2 separate regions of the Mus musculus genome follow, and region 2 is linked to region 1. A link is a contact called in public HiChIP or PLAC-seq data. All regions are on one chromosome and are shown on one strand. The core of a region is the stretch at or near the end of the contact, and the rest is flanking DNA. Distances in the headings are between cores, read along the strand shown.

Evidence for each region. HiChIP or PLAC-seq counts read pairs in DNA pulled down with a chosen protein or histone mark.
Region 2: a contact with region 1 is called in an H3K27ac HiChIP or PLAC-seq map of double positive thymocytes, with 6 read pairs. The contact joins two enhancer-like sites. A contact is called at or near these places in 12 of 39 promoter capture datasets (the 3T3-L1 cell line, the HPC-7 cell line, embryonic stem cells and 7 more), 1 of 15 datasets of contacts at CTCF or cohesin (large pre-B cells), 2 of 484 Hi-C or Micro-C datasets (bone marrow-derived macrophages and centrocytes), 4 of 115 datasets of contacts at active chromatin or transcription factors (the 230-238 cell line, double positive thymocytes, embryonic stem cells and 1 more) and 4 of 9 other capture datasets (adipose tissue, embryonic stem cells, liver and 1 more).

Annotation. Positions count from the first base shown.
Region 1 is chr5:65,789,479-65,793,021 of GRCm38.p6, forward strand. It overlaps N4bp2 (NEDD4 binding protein 2), which reads left to right. Exons shown (of 20, transcript NM_001024917.1): 6 at 540-1,692. The coding sequence starts at 551. Among named protein-coding and RNA genes, the nearest start is that of N4bp2, 28 kb to the left of the region's middle. Within about 2 kb of position 1,528, at least 37 of the 459 cell types and tissues checked have an H3K27ac peak or open chromatin away from gene starts, as enhancers often do. A contact at or near this core is called in double positive thymocytes, where this site is marked.
Region 2 is chr5:65,936,381-65,939,923 of GRCm38.p6, forward strand. It overlaps a transcript of Chrna9 not described here. Among named protein-coding and RNA genes, the nearest start is that of 4930480C01Rik, 13 kb to the right of the region's middle. Within about 2 kb of position 1,846, at least 37 of the 459 cell types and tissues checked have an H3K27ac peak or open chromatin away from gene starts, as enhancers often do. A contact at or near this core is called in double positive thymocytes, where this site is marked.

The sequences.
Region 1 (3,543 bases), core at 278-2,777:
CACCTTTATATTCGATTTATACTTTACAAAATCATATCAAAAATTCATCTTCATTTTTGTATAAAGTATCTCTGATGCATATATTTTTTATACTGTGAAATATGTGGTATAGACTGTGTAAATGAGTAAATGTTTACTAAGAGAATACCTACTTAAAATACTTAGTCCTTAAATGGACATCCAATAGATAAATAACTGTTGAATGTATCAACTGACTTTAGGATCTTTATACATGACCCTATCATATAGAGTCTATGTATATACTCATTAAACTGTTCAATTTGTACTTGACAGTAGCTTATTACAATTGAAAAGAATACCATTCCATGGCTCTATCATTAATACTTCTCTAGTGTAGATTTTGATGTATTAGAGTAGTGTCAGTTTTTAAAAGATGACTTGGCTATTGATACATTTTCAATGTGTGTGTGTGTGTGTGTGTGTGTGTGTATATATATATATATATATATATATACACACACATACATACATACATACATACATTTGTTGTTGTTGTTGCTGTTCTTGTTCTCATGCAGTTGAAAATGCCATGGATTGTCTGTTAGAATTGTCTGCCACTGATGCCAAGGGGGCAGAGTCGTCTGCACAGACTTCTGGTGATCGTGACAGCAAGCCTGGTGCAGCAGGAAACTCAGTAATGGAGACGTGCCATCCCGAAGGCGAGGGTGAAGATTCCAAGCTGGATTCATTTTTGGATATGCAGCTAACTGAGGACTTGGATTCCTTAATACAGAACGCTTTTGAGAAATTAAACTCTCCTCCTGATGACCAAGTATACCCATTCTCACCTCTGCAAGATGCTAATAGTTTTAACGACCCTTCCACCTTTATGAACTCAGATTCAAGTGGCATGACTTCTCTTCTTTCTGTACAGAGCACGAGCTCAAACAGCGAAACTCTCAAGAGTTCTGCTTCTTTACCAGGTTCAAACCCACCAACTTCACATTCAGTTTTGAATGCGCCTGAGAGTTGTGCAAAATTGGCATTGGAAGGGGGCTACTCAGAAGGCTCTCCTCTCAGTAGCTCTGGAAATCCAACAAATGGCTCTGTTAGAGGTTGTGGCAATTTTAGCCAAAGACAGAAAGATCTTTCAGAATCTGAGTGTCCTAGTGCGCAGCATTCTCAAGCCCTTGCAGATTTGGGCAACAGTGACCCTCAGGCTCCTTCAACTCACCCTCTGCACAATTCAGGGTCTGACCTACCAGGTACAGATGGGGATCAGAAGTCGGCTTCTGCGCCTGATGTTTTTGTGCCCTCTGAAGGGTTCAATTTCAAGCCGCACAAACATCCTGAACTGCCACCAAAGGGGAAGGATATGAATTACTGCCCGGTGCTCACCCCTCTTCCCTTACTCCTTCCGCCCCCGCCCCCACCACCGATCTGGAACCCGATGATCCCTGCTTTTGATCTCTTTCAAGGAAACCATGGCTTTGTAGCCCCTGTGGTGACCACAGCTGCTCACTGGAGACCTGTCAACTACACGTTCCCACCCCCCATCATCTCCCACAACTCTCCAACCAAAGTGTGGAGAGGCGGTGAGGGAGCCAGTGCTTACCAGGTGCAGGAGGCCCCAGCGTCACAGCCTGTGAGGAAGAAGGCTACCTCCTTCGTTGGCTTAGTTCTCGTGCTTCTCAGAGGGCTGCCGGGCTCAGGGAAATCCTTTCTGGCAAGGTAGGAAGTTTTATTGACATTTGTTAGAAGGTATAGTGCACGGATTGGTACAGCTAATGTGAATTTCCAGAACACATCGTTAATAACTGCTCAACATCGTTAATAACTCAAATTTTTTTTTGTGATCTTTTAAAAGATAATAATCTTCAACCAAAAGTTTTTATTGTATTCTTTTTTCTCATACAGTTTTGACAGAAGTAAAACTAAAAAAAAAAAAAAGTTTCAAGTTAAAGATAGTTTCAAGATACTAAGACTATGAAATACTTTCTGTGGATGAAAGCTAATTTGACTAGGAGAAAGATGAGGTTAACTTTGTTTATGGAGTATAAAAACCAGACTTGAAAATAAGAACAGAAGATCCACAGTTGATTTTGAATTTAGGAACAAAAAAAGGTGAATAAATGAATTCTACTGATGACTAGAAGTTGAAAATTATAGTGTGTTAAATAATGTTTTAGAAACTTGATTTTGAACTGGGCATGGTGGTGCATGCCTTTAATACCAGTCCTGGGAGGACAGAGACAGGCTGATCCTTGGGTTCTAGAACAGCCAGGACTACACAGGGAAACCTTGTCTCAAGCCACAGAAAACAAGTGAACAAAAGAAACATAATTAGAAGGAAGAGAAGTGAATAGTAGTAATTATAGAACTAACGATTTCAAACTATTTATTTATTTTTGATGTTTTGAGACAGGGTCTCACTGCATAGCCTGGACCTTATATAGACCAGGCTGTTGTTCTCTTTGCCTGCATAGTGCTGGGGTTAAAGGTGTTAATCATGTGTTTGTTACCACTCATGGCCCAGAACTTCATTTTGTGGAAAACACAGTTCCTTTTGTTTATGTCTTTATGCCAAGTCAGTTGTTAGTGCTTTGATGTGGGAACCAGAATCAGGGTTAGACTGCCCCGCAGAGATGGCTTCAAGGGTGTCCTTCAAGGGCGTTTGCTTCCTTAGTTTCTCTCTTGAGCCCTTGGCCATTACATTTTAAGATGTATTTGCTTTTTTTCCTCCTGAATTTGAATTTTTTTTGGTAGCCATAGACTGTGTGTGTTTTGAGATGGGAGATCTTGTATCCCAGTCTGTTCTTGTTCTTACATTCACCGTGTAGCCGGATTCATGCATTTTCTGTACCTCCTGCCTCTAAACCCCCACGTGCTGGGATTACAAGTGTGTGCCATCATAGCTGATATTTGTGGTAATAGTGATCAAGCCCTGGTCCCTGTGCATGGTAGAAACATATTCTACCAATTGAACGATATCCCTAGCCCCAGTAATAGCAATATAGTCATTTAAGTTTTGTAGTTGTGTTTGTAAAATTAGTGGGAATGCCAGGAGTACTTCCAAGGTAGTAGATGTGTTGGACTTGATTTCGGGGCCTCGGAGTCAAAGGCAAATGCAGTTTTGCCACAAAATAAGAACTATGTTTTTGATAGAATATGAGATGAGATAGACATGAGATGAGTATGGTCCATAACATTAAATTAGCATGTGACATGAGGAAAATCTGATGTGAAAGCAAGGCTTTTGGATTTACTGGAAAGGTCATTTTTAAAAAAAATGTACGTTTGTAATCTCCTGCTCCATCTTCCACTGGGATCTCTGGTGGGCTGCTGTACCCACACAGCGTCTTTCCATGAGTCCTGGAGATCTGAGACTCTTCATGCTTATGTGACAAGTGATTTAGCTATACTCGTGCATTAACCATGCCCCTGGCCTGTGATCATAGTCTTATTTAAAGATAGCTCAGATATATGCATGTTTAAAAGGAAACGAGCATCAGGTATGGCAGTCAGGCCTTAGTCTCAGCCCTTGAGATGTAAAGGCTGAAAGATGAAGAGTTCAAGGCCATC
Region 2 (3,543 bases), core at 596-3,095, 150 kb after region 1:
CATGGAGGCCAGAAAGTGAATGACAAGATGCAAGTCTCCCTGAGTGCCCGAATGGAGTGGATGAAAGCGGGAGTGTAGCCCCTCAATGTTGTGGCTGATGCCTCTCCTCTCTAGTGCTGGGACCCAGCAATGCTTGGGAGGAAGGGGAATATATGTGAACCAAGCGTATCCATCCCTCTGGCTTCTTCTTCCTGTAGTCCCCCAACTCTTACGCATGTTAGCGAATGGGGAATCGGGGTCTGAAATAGGAGTTTGGGTCAGGGATACTGCAGTTCAGCATTTCTTCTTGTCTTTGGAATGAGTCTTTCACCTTATCAACAAAACCAAACAAAACAAACAAAAACAAAAGCAAAAAGAAAACAACCTTCAGGTGAAATCTGCAAGTAGAAAAGGCACTATTTACCAGCTATTGTGATTTACCCGAAGTTGACTGGATTCTTAAAATGAATGTTCCTTTTGCTTTCACAGTAGTTTAGAAAACACTGGGGGGCTGGCTATGAAGGCTGACACAGACTGCTCTTGCATGGGGCATGAGTTCTGTTTCTAGTGCCTACACCAGGTGACTCAGAACCACCTGTAATGTGACTCAAGTTCCAGGTGATCCGATGGCCCTGCCTCTGTGACATGTGCACATGCCTCCATTCCACCCCATATAATTTTTAAAGGACATTTTACACTAGCTTATAGATCCTGTATTAATTGTTATGATACATGGGTTGCTGCGACAAGACGGCTGTTCTCCCACAGATGGGGAAGTTAAGAGTGGAGACAGCTCACCCAAGGTCACACAGCCAGCAAGTGGCAGAGTTTAGGGTTTCTCTTACCCCGGCACCTGTCACCATTATTCTTAGAGATGAGAAGTCACTTGGACACATAGCACGCACTCCAGTTCAGATTGCCAGCTTCCCTCTGGGTTGTTTCCGACAGGTGCATTGTGACCCTCTGGGCATTTCAATGATGGTCCCCCCCGCCCCCGGCTTTTATTTCTGTCCTGGAATTTGCAGCCTTGACTCATGAGGAATGCATTCGGGAGCATTCAGGTTTAGGGAGACAGACATTCTTCTTCAGCGACAGAAGAGGAAGAAAAGGAAGAAGCAGAGAGAGCTCAGCTGAAGGGGAGGAATTGTTCTAGCAGGGGTGGGAGTCAGAGCCACTTCCCTCTGACCTGAAAGGCTGGGGGCTCCCCTCTGCCTCCTGTCTTGGGTCGAAGTAATTCTGCAGGTCAACCAGTTGCAATGCCAGCTTTTGTGAAAAGTCTCCTGAAATCTATCTAACTTGTTTGAATGTCATTTTCCTGTCTAGAAAACGGAGATGGTGATGTTGTCTTCTGCACTGGGCCAAAGAGGATTTAAGAGAGTAATTCACTAGCTGAAGCAATTTGATTTTCTACTGAGAGGTTCTATGCATGTATAAATGGTCACATATCAGTGATATTTACATATCAGTGACATGTAAATGACACATACAAATCATTATCAATTTTAAATTATCGATAACATTATCAATTATCAGTACATATCCGCTATATATATATATATATATAAATGATAATAAAATATCAGTCAAAATTTCAAAGATCTTAGTGATTAGCACAAGAGAACTTTAAGAAAACATTGGACATGTTGTAGCTATGACAAAAAGTAGATTCGAGAGAAGGAATGTCTAAGACCAGCACGTAAAAACAGTAGAACCAGCCTCCTTTTTTCAGGAAGTGACTCCATTTTGACAAAGTCTTGGGCAATATGACGTTGGACACAGAAACCCAGGAGACCTGAGTCTATACTGAGACCTGAAGTCATGTGCCTATGAGGAACCCTGGACGGTCATCTCCTGCTGCCCTCTGCTGGTCATGGGTGATTCCTGCATCTTGAGAGGAGGTTAGAGAGAACCTGTGTGCCACCACCCTTCCTGGCCCTCTCTTGCCTCTTCTTTTCCCATCCACAGTGGTCCCACTGAGGCTTGGCCTACAGCCTTCAAAGTGTCACTTTCTCTGCAGCATACCTAAAGGTCCCCCAGTTCTCCCTAAGTTCTTATAAACTGGCAGAGAATGCTGAGATGCTCAGGAGTAAAGAACCAGCGAGAGAGCTTTCCTGGAGAGCGTTTGTTCTAAAGAGTAAACATTTGTTTTAATGATTTAACAAAGCAAGTAAAGTCTGGCTTAGCAGTGCATGCCTATAACCCCAGCATTTCGGAGACTGAGGCAGAGGGATTGCGCTAAACTCAAGGCTACTTGGCTACATAATGCGTTCTAGGCCAAGCTTTGTCTAAAGTGAGACCATGAGACCATGTCAATAAACAAAAGTCAGAGGAAGTGAAATGCAGGCTAGCCTCAAACTCACAGAGATCCACCCGCCTTTGCCTCCTGAGTGCTGGGATTAAAGGCGTGCGCCACTGTGCCCAATGGCCCTCCTCTTTAAGAAGGAATCAAGCTTTTAGGGATGAAATCTTTTTATTTCTTTCGTGGTAATTCTGGAAGAAAATTTCAAAAAAAGTTTTACTTTTTTTTTGGTATGAGATTGATTTTATTTTACTTGAAAATGAAAAGCTGAAATTACTGGTTTTATAAAAAGTTTAAAAAATGTAGTTTTTGCTCATACAAATATAGGCAGCCAAAGGTAGGGGTGGTAACTCCAGGTACATCACTGGGGTCGTTCTACCTTTCTATGTGGGGGTAGATATGGGCAATATCCGTTGTATATGTAAGTAAATTTTTCAATAATGAATAAAAGATGAAAAACATATTGAATGAAAAAATTAGAGATAAACAATTCACAAATTTCAAATTGACACTGTTCTTAGTAGCATAATAAAATCTCCTGCTGGCCTGCCACCCAGGAGGGGAATTGCTCCTTTGTCCAGTGTATCAATTCTGTATGGTCCCTGCCCACTGGATACATAGTAGCCATCTCTTTGTCAGATCAACCGCCCACATCCCGTGGTACATGCATTTAAGTATCTCTCCCACACTAGCCTAAAGCTATGCTAATTTCATCTTTAGGCTCTGTATCCTCTCACATTGCTGGAAGAAGAGTGAATACAAACTGCAATTCAGTAATCAGGGCTTGGTGGCTCACTCCTCTAATCTCAGTACTTAGGTGGCTGAGGTAGGGGGGCTGTAAAGTGAAACCTTGTCACAGAATGACAAGAACTGTTTGTTCCTAGAAAGAAACTGTATTTTATAACTTTAATTGCAGTGGATTGTCACAACTGTTCTATTTTACTACCATTATTATTGTTAATTTCTTTTTTCTTTCCTTTTTTTTTTTTGTTTGTTTGTTTTTTGTTTTTTGAGACAAGGTTTCTCTGTGTAGCCCTGGCTGTTCTGGAACTCACTTTGTAGACCAGGCTGGCCTCGAACTCAGAAATTCACCTGCCTCTGCCTCCCAAGTGTTGGGATTAAAGGCATGCGCCACCACTGCCCAGCCTGTTACTTTCTTTTGTACTTGATTATAAATTACTCATTATATATATATATATATATATATATATATATATATATATATATATATATATATACATGTGTGTGTGTGTGTGTGTGTGTGT